Linked DNA regions of Sus scrofa: region 2 is linked to region 1. Evidence: chromatin contacts called from public Hi-C data. All regions are on one chromosome and are shown on one strand. The core of a region is the stretch at or near the end of the contact, and the rest is flanking DNA. Distances in the headings are between cores, read along the strand shown. Region 1 overlaps KIAA1211. Region 2 holds the start of PPAT (amidophosphoribosyltransferase).

What was found. A called contact is a pair of places that touch in the nucleus more often than the background predicts.
Region 2: a contact with region 1 is called in a Hi-C map of embryonic fibroblasts, with 6 times the contacts expected there. The contact joins the promoter of PPAT here to the enhancer-like site in region 1. A contact is called at or near these places in 2 of 5 promoter capture datasets (fetal liver and liver) and 6 of 47 Hi-C or Micro-C datasets (embryonic fibroblasts, fibroblasts, mesenchymal stem cells and 1 more).

What each region holds. Positions count from the first base shown.
Region 1 is chr8:55,513,053-55,519,237 of Sscrofa11.1, reverse strand. The region is part of intron 3 of KIAA1211; the gene reads right to left. Among named protein-coding and RNA genes, the nearest start is that of AASDH, 130 kb to the left of the region's middle. Within about 2 kb of position 2,602, at least 5 of the 83 cell types and tissues checked have an H3K27ac peak or open chromatin away from gene starts, as enhancers often do. A contact at or near this core is called in embryonic fibroblasts, where this site is marked.
Region 2 is chr8:55,696,358-55,702,483 of Sscrofa11.1, reverse strand. PPAT (amidophosphoribosyltransferase) reads left to right here and starts at 1,407. Exons shown (of 11, transcript XM_003482396.4): 1 at 1,407-2,236. The coding sequence starts at 2,109. It overlaps PAICS (multifunctional protein ADE2), which reads right to left and starts at 1,784. Exons shown (of 10, transcript XM_021101375.1): 1 at 1,659-1,784; 2 at 1,233-1,299. The coding sequence starts at 1,685.

The sequences.
Region 1 (6,185 bases), core at 1,353-3,852:
GAATATTCCCAAGAACTTTGCCTTCAATGTCCTTCCCTCACAACAAGCCACGTTCACCCCTGTTTTCCCAGGAGGTCCTCCAAGAACTGCAGTCAGGTTTGACCCAGATTCCTATGGAGACCTGGCTGTGCCCCGGGACCTAATGCACGTGAAAGTCTGTGTGCGCCTTTTAAGAATGGGGTCTCCGTTTCCCCTAGTCCTGTGGAGCTCCTGTGCACAAGCCCACTGGCCTTCAATGCCAGATGCTCCAGGGGCTCTTTCTCCCAGTGCCAGATCCCCGCACGTGAAGGTTTGATGTGGGGCTCAGAACTCTCACTCCTGTAGGTGAGTCTCTGTGAACCAGTTAGTTTTCAGTCTGTGGAGCTTCCCACCCCGGAGGTATGGGGTTGTTTATATCACAAAATCGCCCCTCCTACCTCTTCTTTTTCTTCTGGAGTAGGGTATCTTTTTTAAGGTTTCTGGTCCATTTGGGTGGAGATTGCTCAGTCTTTAGTTGTGAATTTTGTTGTTTTTAGGAGAGAAGTTGAGCTCCAGTCCTTCTACTCTGCCATCTTAATCCTGTCTCCAGTTTTTCATCTTATCTAAAGGTTTTTGTTTTAGGCTGCACCTGTGACATATGGAAGTTCCCAGGTTAGGGGTTGAATTGGAGCTGCAGCCACCGGCCTACACCACAGCCACAGCAACTTGGGATTTGAGCCATGTCTGCGACCTACACCACGGCTCACGACAACACCAGGTCCTTAACCCACTGAGTGAGGCCAGGGACTGAACCCACATCCTCATGGACAATACGTTGGGTTCTTAACCTGCTCGGCCGCGATGGGAACTCCAATATCCAAAGTTTTGATGAAGCTGCAGGTATCAGGCAAAAGACTGAAGGAGGTCATTCCAGAACTATTAACTGCCTTTACTGACCCTAGAACCACAGAGTGAAGACATGAGTGGATTCAAGGACTCTTTAGATACACCCACTAATGTAAAAGCCCAGGGCTTACAGAGGACGCTTCAAAGATACTTCAAAATATGCTTGTAACTAAATGAAGTTGTAGCAGAGGGATAAATGCTATTTTTACCCCTGGAAAACAGTACCAGTCAATTTTGTTGGACTTCTGCTATGTGCCAGGCTTAAAGTTTTACAAGCAATATCTCACGGCCACACTGTAAGTTGTTACTTCTCATGTTTTATAGGTGAGGAAATTGAGGCTCAGAGAGAGAGATGCTTTGTGCCGAGTTACAAGGCTAATCAGTGCTGAGATTCAAACCCAGTCTAATTCCAAACGCCATTCTCTTAACCATTTCACTGCCTTCTCAAAGTGTGCCTTGGTGCCACCACCTGAATGAGGGCTCAGTGCGCGTGAGGCTTAAACGCCCAGAGTCAGATCCTGGGTCTGAGCAGCAATTCACTTACAGCTACGAGACCCTGGGCAAGTTTCATGGTCTCCTGTGTGAAATACGGATAATAAGAATAATACAGTTTACTGACTTGTAATTAAATGCCACATTGAAAGCCTTTAGCAGAACGTCAGCAAACAGTAAAACACTAGCAATGACAGTGCTTGTTAGTATCATGATGTTCACTGAACTGAGGAATGGGTATGTCTTGAGCTTTGGGCGGCATGTCTTAGCTATTATTCAAAAGAGAAGAGATGAGGAAGTGGAGAAAAGAGGAGAAGCACAGGAAACAGGGAAGCAAAACGGAGAAAGAAGAAAGAGGAAAAAGGAATGTCAGGAGGTACTTAATGAGAAAAAAAAGTGAAAGAGCTTTAGATACCTTTCAGAGCAATTCAGACTTCCTCAGAACATATAAATAAGGTTTCTTTATCCTGTTTCACCCCAATCCCAGAACACAGTAAACCTCACTGGCAGGAGGTAGTCCAGATAGTGAGACAATAATGTCACCTTCTTTGAGGTCGCCTACAATTCCAGACAAGCATATCAATGAGAAATGTTGATAATATATCAGAAAAGTAATGACAGACACATGCATGATTTAAAATTAGAGTTCAAACAACCATGAGATGAAGCGTTCTCTTTTTCCCCAGGAGGACTAGAAACCAGCCTCTGTCCTGTAGGTCATGGCCAGACTCGGGTGACAGGGCCGGGAGACCTGGCACAGGAGGACTACTCCTCCTCCTACATGAGTGAAGGGACTTAGTGAGATGGAGGCTCACAGATTCTGAAAGACAGGTGTCCCGATAAGTGCCTGGTGTTTTGGTGACATGCAGTGTCTCTGAATAAAGCCCTGAGCCTGGGGTATCTTAAGTTTTACAAACCCATGCAGTCTGTGAGCGTCTCTTAGGTGACCTACCTAATGGGAGTGGGAGCAAAGAGGCATTTAATCAGTATTTCCTGGCTGAGCTGAAACCGGGCAGGTTAACTACCAGAAGTTTAAAACACAGTCTCTCATGTATGAGCAAAACGAGGTCCCTCCAACATGTGTTCTTTCCTAATAAGACGCCAGCTCTGACTCAGAATGAGTTGCTTGGAGAAATATTTTCTAGTAACTTGAACGCGGGAAGTTCTCTGACAACAAATTGCACTGAGCTGTCCTCGGCAATGCTCCCAGCTTTTCGGTGGGAAACACACGATGCTTCGGCCTGTGTGCAAGGAGAGGCTGCGCCAGCACGAAAAGCTGACCCCTCAGCCCTCAGGTGGAAGAGGAGTCCATGTCTAGGGCTGCTGGGGGTTTACGTGCTTACTTACTAACTTCCGGGGAGGGTACCACACAGACTTATCAACCCCCCATAGTTTTTATCTTGATAAAATGCTGTGGGATGCTGTAAGCATGAAGCAGCCCGTGCAAAATCCCTCCCAAATTCCACCACAGAACTCTGGAGACTTCCTCTCCCTCTTGTTACTTGGAAGGTTCCCAACTATGGGACAGAGGAAGGTGTTGAGATCCCTCATGAACTCTGAAAACCAAGCCTTTCTATAGATTCCCAGATTGTCACCAGCTGCCCCTCAACAACGGCCAGATGACACAGCTGGAAAAGCAGCCAATCCACTGGCGTGCACGCACAACAGCCAGGTGGGAAGGGGCATCTAGAGAGCAGTTGCACCAAGCAGGAGACTTGGGGCTTCCAGAGATACTGGAACATCTGGGCCCCAACATGGAGCTCATGAGCCAGAGAAGGGAGGAGCAGTTTGCAAGAGGGACCCAAGCCATAGTGGCTTTTGGCTTTTCGGCTTTGGCATAGCCCCAGGACGGGTGCCGGCCGCAGGGCACCAAGCGTGGATTAGGTGACGCTCCCTGCAGCCTGGCAATGCTGCAGCTTTGTCCTGCTGCAGGGAGGTGGGTGGGCTGTGAGGTCCCTCTGAAGGCCCTGCCATTAATGGAGGGCTGGGCGATGTGGCATCAAAACAGCTGCCACGGGGGCCAGATGCTGGAGGCGCCTCTGAGGTCATTAGGGGCGACCTGCTTGCCTACTTCCCCTCAGTTCCCCACTGCAGACATCACGTCCAGGGCCCTTCCCACCTCCACACACTTACCCCCTTGCGCTGACCGAAGCCCAAGCTTCCCAATCATACAAACGAATCTCCCAGCCGGCACGTTAGTGTAGTCAATGACGCAGTCACTGGGACTGCATGCCCCGGGGGCATCTGGTGGTTACAACCAACTGTCTACCATGCAGTGCAGGTTAGGGACAGCTACCGTTGGCCTGGCCTTCGACACAGTTCTAATTCCAGTAAGGAGGGAACGGCCAATGGAGCAGCCAACTCAGGATTCTGCCCCTGACAGTTGCTCTAGAAACACATCATCAAACAGCAGCACTGCCCCCAACGCCACTGAGCTGAGTCCCTTCTTGACCCCGAAGTGACCTTGAGCTCACCTGACTTATGTGGGTGTGTATATGTAATCTTTTCATAAAACGCTACCAAGAAAAAGTAAGGGATTTGAGAGCTCTCATTCTGTTCAGCATTTCCTAGTTTCAGAGGCTAGGAAACAGCCTTCCCCCACTACCTGGCAAAATACAGATTTTCTGACCATCACTGTTATGAGATGCAGCTGGGTGCTCAGGCGGCCGTCTGGGGGCGGACATTGCAGCCTTAGGTACCCACCCCTGCCTCCCTCCATCACAGGGACCTAGAGCAGATGCCAGGCACAGCCTCTGGGCAAAACAGACAGGTGTCAGTGAGAAAAATTTCCTAGTCTATATTCTGCCTGAATCTTATCTAAAAGAAGAGAGTGGAGTTCCCTGATGGCCAAGCAGCTAAGGATTTGGTGTTGTCACTGTTGTGGCTCGGGTTCTAGCCCTGCCCGGGACCTTCCATGTGCCCCAGGTACCGCCATAAACCAAAGAATTAGATGTTTGCTGATACACCCATGATCCTAAGTGCCCATTATTTACTATGTCAACCAAATACTGCAAGTGTGACCTCAGTTCCAGGCAAGGCCCCTGGAGAGCCAGCGTCTGAGAGACTGCAGGCAGGAAGGCACCACTATGTATCCTGCTCTGGGCCTGATGTCTAGTCCCAGCCAAGGCGGCCACTCATCTGCCGCCACCAAAGTCGCAAGAGGAGCTTTGCTTTGCCGCAGAAGACCATGCACCACTCTTGAGAAGAAAAGCTCTGCTCTAGCATTTCTGAAAGATTGAAGTCAGTGCAGAAAATGAAAATTATGGTCACCCTGTTACCTTAGAGAGGGAGAAAGGGCCAAAAGCCTGCGTTCAGAAAATCAGCAAACATTTCAGCATCTGTTTGTTTCTGACTACTCCTATTTTATTTTGGTTTTTTGGTATGTAATGAAATGTGCTATAGAAATCAGGATCAGAGAGGTTTGGGGAGAATCTGAGATTATACTGCACAGACATTCTAGGGAGATGATTAAACTGCTGGCAACTATACACCCATGATAATTAGATAATTAGAGTACCCTTAATTTTTCTTGGGGGGGGGGCGGGTGGCACAGCGTGCAATGTCTTGATGTGGGATCTCAGTTCCCACACCAGGGATGGAACCTTGGCGGCAGCGGTGGCAGCCCTGAGTCCTGACCATTGAGCCACCGGGAACTCCCCAGAGTCTATAAATTTAGATTAATACTCTCATTCACCCCAAAATTATTATTCCTGTCCACTCTGAAAAAGACTTTCTAGGAAGGACTAGGAGATCACCGTATAAGACATGAAATAGTGGTTAGCTGTGTGTGTGTTGGGTGGGGGTCCCCTTCAAGGAGGAAAGTCGCGTTTCTCTGTAAGGCTTCTTGGGAGCAGGGGAGAGGAACCCACAGACATGGCACATGCAGAGAGCGAGGAAGTCTGAGTTAGGTGCACAGAGAGGAAGGTGAGAAAACGAGGGATCAGTGGCAGGGGACATCCAGGCTGCTAGAGGTGTGGGGGGGGCAGACACGTGGGACGTGGTGACGCGGGCTGTGGTGACATGGGGAACGTGTTCAGCACTGAGGGGCTGGAACCGGGGTTAAATATAGGCCTCAAACAATCAGAGCAGACAGGACAGCTACACATGAGCCCGAGGTTCACTCCAAGTGGGACTGACGCTTTAGGACAGGAAGGGTTAGGAAGCGAGGGGGTAGGGGAGGTGACCGACACTTTGGGAGCGAGGACCATTTACCAGGGCTGCAGAGGGTCCTGCAACCAGTGCAGTTGAATTCCAGATGTAAGTTCCAATCAATCAATCAATCAATCAATGCCCAAGGCTAACTAAAGCCTTTGTTTTTCAGATCTGTGCCCTGGATCCCCACTCAGATATCCCAGAGGTCCCTCAAACTCAGTGTGTCTAAAACTAAATGCATCATATACTCTACTAAACATAACATCTGATGATTAGTTCAGATAGTGACATCAGAAACCGGGGCATCATTATCAGGCCCGCTACAACATCGCCAGTGTATGTACTCCCTTCCTAGTTTGGGGAGCCCTTATTGTGTGAATTTTGAAGGGAGCCGGGCAACTCACTTCTTCACACTCTAAGCTTCTGCCTTCAGAACCTCTTAGAGTTTCCAGAATATGCCAAATATAAATGGTCCTGGGAGTTCCAGTCTTAGCTCAGTGGTTAACGAATCCGACCAAGAACCATGATGTTATGGGTTTGACCCCTAGCCTTGCTCAGTGGGTTAAGGATCCCGCATTGCCTTGAGCTGTGGTGTAGGTGGAAGACGCTGCTCGGATTCCAAGTTGCTGTGGCTCTGGCGTAGACTGGCAACTACAGCTCCGATCAGACCCCTAGCC
Region 2 (6,126 bases), core at 158-2,657, 180 kb before region 1:
AAACAAAGTTACATATAGTTTATAACATTGTGTTTCAATTAGACAGACCTGTTCTAGAAAAAACAGCATAGAGAACCAGAGGGAGTAATGACTTTGGTAAATTAACCTGACTGGAATGTACGCTTAGGATTCACAAGAGAGAAAAAGCAAAGTAAAGGTTGAAGAGGTAGGAAGGGGGTGATAGGCAGGATAGGAATGAAAGGTTCTTTAGACTGGATTTTAACAGCTTTTGGGTTGCCAGCAAACATTTCTGGGCAAGGAAGTGCAAATTAGGGAGTTCTCATTGTGGTTCAGCAGTAACGAACCCAACCAGTATTTGAGAAATGCAGTTAGATCCCCGGCCTCGATCAGTGGGTTAAGGATTCCCAGCTGCGGTGAGATGCGGTGTAAGTGGCAAACATGGCTTGGATCCCACATTGCTGTGGCTGTGCTGTAGGCTAGCAGCTGCAGCTAAGGTTTGACCTCTAGCTTGGGAACCTCCATATGCCTGCCGCGTGGTACCACCCTAAAAAGCAAAAAAAAAAAAAAAAAGAGAGAGAGAGAAAGAAATAGAGTATGGGAGGAGGGCAGTTTTATCAGTAAAAATAACACAAAGGATCTTTCCTGAGGATCCTAATCATGAGCGAACAAAATTAGTATTATGTAAATATGTAATAGGGTCAATGCAAAGTGAAGAAGCAAACTTTTTTGGTCTGGTGGTTTTGGAACTCTCCAAGGCCATCATTGGTACAAAAAACTAAAACACACACACAAAACTTGGACAGCAAATTTTAAATTTTTCAAAACGTTCAATTACTAATTTTATGAAATAGCAGGTTATTATTAACGTAACAGGAAAAAGCAAGACTTTGAAGAGTCGACACCACATGTTCCCGTGAACTCTTTTGCAATATCTATTGACTGCAAGCGCGATTTCCAGGCAGCTCTCCAACCTCTGACCATTTCTCGTTTTAATTACCCTTTGCTCCTTTTCCCCATGCCAGAGGCAGTTCTGGATGTTTCAGAAAGTTGGGAGGCTGGGAGCGCTTTGTTTCCAATGCACCGCTCCGGCGCCCGGGCCACGTGTCCGCTCGTCCGGAGGGGCGGGTGCGGGAAGCCAGGCACTGCCCGGGAGGCTGTGATCTGGGCAGTGAAGAGCGCACCTGTCCGCGTCGAGCCCTCGAGCTCGAGGCCGAGGAGCTGGAAGGCCGCGGAAGCAGGAAACCCAACTCCCCGGGCCGCTGATTACTCACCCTCAGCCGTCGCCATTGTCCGGAGCGGGCTGGGGGCAGCTGCAGCGACTGCACAAGAGGGAGGACTCTGGAAAAGAAGCGCAATCAGAGGCTCCCAGGGCGGGGAAGGGAGGCACGGCCCCAGACACGCCCCCGGCGGGGCCGCGGGATGCACGGCGCCCCCTCTCGGACTCCGAGCACCACAACGGAGCGGGACTCCCGGGGGTCTCTGCAGCCGGAGAGGAACTTGAACGCCGGGGGCCACCGCTTCTCGCAGGCTTCCCGCGGCGCAGGCGCCGCAACGCGGCGGGTGCACCGCCCTGCGCGCGGGCGCAGAGCCAGAAGACAGGAAAGTGGCGCGCACCGGCGGCCCCTCCCCACCCCGCGGCGGCTCGCCCACCCGGCCCCCTCCTCCGCTGAGAGAGCGGGTCAGAGGTTGGAGCATACCAAGTAGTGACGCCCAGGGGAAAGCATGTGGGGAGGGACACAAAAAGTTTACTTTCTCTGGGAGAGAAGCGACCTCCACCCAGCTAGCCTCATCACCCCTAGCTTGGATGCCAGAAAATAACGGAGATTCTCCCAAGCAGGAAAATTACCTTCCCTAAGGGCTTAGGTAAAGGACTAGCTCCACCCACGGGAGCCCTGGCCCCGCCCTAACCGCGGAGCCCACCCTCCGCCTCCGCTCATTGGTGGGTTGTGAGGGGCGGGGCAGGGGCGGGGCGAGCTAAATTACACTCACTAGAGGGGAGCACGCGCCGCCGCAGTAGCGAGGGTCCTGCCGCCTGGAAGGAAGGGGCTTCATCCGCGCGAGCCTCTGGTGCCCCAGGCCGAGCGAGCAGCTGGTTGGTGCTTAGACTCCTCCTGCGGCGGCCGCTCCCTCCACGTGCTTTCGACGACATGGAGCTGGAGGAGCTGGGGGTCCGAGAGGAGTGCGGTGTGTTCGGGTGCATTGCCTCAGGAGAGTGGCCCACGCAGCTGGATGTGCCGCACGTGATCACTCTGGGACTTGTAGGGCTGCAGCACCGGTGAGCAGCTGGCTGCGGGGTGGGGATGGCGGAGCCTGTGTCTGCATCTGCCCGAGTTCTCCACCGAGGACGGGAGGCGGGACCGCTCTCTTACCTGGACCGGTTCCCTGCGGCATCCGCCAGATTGCCCAGGTGTGCGCGGAGATTACCTTGCCTCACCAGATTGCAGCCTTGTCCCTTGCAACCCTTAATGCTCTGTAGGGGCTCACCTAGCTCCAGTGTCGTGCACCCCCCATGGGTCTGGCCAGTTGGTAAGGCTCGGGTTCGCTTGGACTAACCCAGTCGGGGTTCCTACCGGGCTGCTTGTGGGTTTTAATCTCCCAGAGCCTGGCGCTGTGCTTGTGATATGCTTCTGTGGTGTGACTGCGGGTCCAGGACCTAAAGCTCGTTGGTTGAGGTTTCGCGCGGAGTCTGCAACCACCACAAGCTATTGTTTGCAAGGACAGAGCTATTGAGTAGATTTGTGTATTTGAACGTAGTTGTAGCTGTTGGAAATTGGGGATTCAAACCCGGGAAAACGGGATTAGTTGGTGTTCAAAAGGATCTACCGGTTGGGTTCTAGATCTCATATACATTAACAGAAAATAACACAATCACAGGGAGTAGGGCATCTGCAAACAATTCATTGGTAAACGTTTTAAATAATGAATGAAAATGTTGGTAGTAAGAAAATGCCAGGATAAATCCATTCTTAAAAGAGAGAGAGGAGAGTAGTTCCTGTATGACAGAATACCTATTGATTTTGGAAAAATTGATATAGATCCCTTTTAGTTAAAAAATAACTCTGCTTCGTGATCTTTCCATTTCTTACTAATTAAACTGGAGTTGATATAAACAATTCGGTTAAGAAATATAAACCTAGATTTGACATTGTCACTGAAAGTGTTACGAAGCTTCCACAAGGCAATGATACCTCAGCAACAACTTCTAAAACAGTTAAAGGACTTGGCATTAACACTTATCAGCAATATGGGAGCAATATATATAAATGCATTCTCATTGATCAGCTTCCCTCACCAAAATTAAATTAGAAGTAGTCTTTTTGCTCTTTTCAGGGTCCTGAATACTTGAGTGAGTTTAAGGTCTTGTGTACTCCTTGTTTACTAAGAGCTGAGAGTAGCTTAGAATCTGAGATGAATCAAAAAAAGAATATTTTTAACTTGAGTGACTCCAATCTTGGGTAATTGTGGATTGACCATAATAGAGATCTTGTTTTAAAGTACATTTGCATTATTGAGAGGATTGTATAGTAACCCAGGTAAAGACCAAAAGCTATTCATGTTGTGGGCTGGTGGTCCAGAGAACATTAGACTTTCTTCAGAGAAGTGGTTTTGGATATTCTGTCATGGAAAGAGGTGGAGGGAAACAAAGGATCTTTAGAGTTGACTGGTGGTCTGTGAGAAAGATGAGAAATGACCTTGAATTTTGTTTTGGTCAGGCCTGCAGCATGAGGAAGTTCGTGGGCCAGAGGTCGAACCTGAGCCACAGCAGTGACAATACTGGATCCCTAACTTGCTGAGCCATCAGGGAACTCCCTTAACTATTTACTTTGTAGCTAAAATGGCTCAGAAAATTCCTCCCCAAGCTCTCCTCTTGAAATGTGTGCATGAAGAAAATGAGAGTGTTTTTTTTTTTGTCTTTGAGTTTTTTTAATGAATAACTTTATTCCAGGCTACGTGCCTTTTCTGCACTTGCTTTTAAGTGGAAGAATCAGATTAGAAAGTACAAGCTAAGGGCAATAAAATATGATTACTTTGTGATAATAGAGAAAATTCAGTGGATTCTGACAGGCTGCTTATTGGACAGAACAAGTATTTGTTAAACTGTGGTGATGAAAATTGACCTTGTGATAGTTTCAGTAACAGGGGCAAAAAATCCAGCAGCTTCTTGGGAACAAAGAGTCATTAAGGCTCATTGAGGTTCTTGCCCATAATCCTGTCCAATTCAAAGTTTTAAATTAGCAAACATCCTCAACCTTTAAGGTAACTGATACTGCTTTTAAGAACATGAAAATTCCTTATGTCTAGAAGATAAAATCTTCTACTCTAAACTGAGAAGGGTCAAAGATTAAGAAATACTGTTTTTTTATGGTATTAATTCGAAGAATGTCAAAACCGGAAGCAGATGGGTTGTTACAGCTTAAAATAGACTTAGTTATGTACACTATGCACCGGTGGAGGAGTTAGTTATATACATTGTGCACTGTGAGAGAATTGGTTATGGACACTCTGTACTGGTGGGGGAGTTAGTTATATACACTGCACACTGGGGAGAGAGTTAGTTATGGACACTGCTCACTGGCGGGGGAGTTAGGCACACTACACTCTGAGGAGGGAGTTAGTTATGCACACTGTGCACTGGGGAGAGAGTTAATTATGGACACTGTGCACTGGTGGGGGAGTTAGTTATATACACTGTGCACTGGCGGGAGAGTTAGTTGTGGACACTGTGCACTGGTGGGGGAGTTAATTATGCACACTGAGCACTGGGGAGAGAGTTAGTTATGGGCACTGGGCACTGGCGGGGGAGTTAGTCATGTACACTGTGCACTGGGGAGGGAGTTAGTTATGGACACTGCACTGGGGAGGGAGTTATGCACTGCCAGCTGGTTTTTTGTACACTGTGCACTGGCAGGTGGTTAGTTATGTGCACTGTGCACTGGCAAGTGGTTAGTTTGTACACTATGCACTTGCAGGTGGTTAGTTGTGTACAGTGCACATTGATGAGTGGTTAGTAATGTACAGTGCACACTGGTGGGTGGTTAACTGTACAGTGCACACTGACAGGTGTTTAGTTTGTACAGTGCACACTTGGTGGGTGGTTAGTTGTGTACAAAGCACACTGGTGGGTGTTTAGTTTGTACACTGCACACTGGCAAGTGGTTAGTTTGTATACTGTGCATTGGCAGGTGGTTAGTTTTTACACTGCACACTGGCGAGTGGTTAGTTGTGTACACTGCACACTGGCAGGTGGTGGTTTTTGCAAAATGTTCTCTCTCTCTCCTCACCCCCCTCCTCTCAATGGTTTTTAAACAATGGCAACAAGATTTGATTGATTTCACTCCCCTCTTTTTTTTTTTTTTTTTGTCTTTTTGGTCTGTTGTTGTTGTTGCTATTTCTTGGGCCGCTCCCGCGGCATATGGAGGTTCCCAGGCTAGGGGTTGAATCGGAGCTGTAGCCACCCGCCTACGCCAGAGCCACAGCAACGCGGGATCTGAACCGCGTCTGCAACCTACACCACAGCTCATGGCAACGCCGGATCGTTAACCCACTGAGCAAAAGCAGGGACCGAACCCGCAACCTCATGGTTCCTAGTCGGATTTGTTAACCACTGCGCCACGATGGGAACTCCCTACTCCCCTCTTTTTGATGAATGAATTTATCTCATATATTTTCCTCCTAAAACATGGACTCTAGGAAAATTTCTACCAGTTTTGCATTGTATTTGGTTCTGTTTTTGTCTTAGCATAAACTTTTTTTTTTTTTTGGCTTATTAGGGCCGCACTAATGGCACATGGAGGTTCCCAGACTAGGGGTCTAATTGGAGCTACAGCTGCTGGCCTACACCACAGCCACAGCAATGCCAGATCCTTAACCCACTGAGCGAGGCCAGGGATCAAACTCATATCCTCATGGACGCTAGTTGGGTTCGCTAACTGCTGAACCATCATGGGAACTCCTGTCTTAGCATAATCTAATCTTAAACATTTAGTCTCAAGGGCAAGGAAACACCTGGAAGTTGTAATATTATATATTTTATATATAAAAACGAATGGAGTATCAAGTACTAGACAGTCATGCACTGGATGCTTAATCCAGATGGGTTCACCCAGGAGTACTTCTTTTTAGGAGCCTGGGTATTTGCAAATTCTTTACCATAGCTCTACTTTT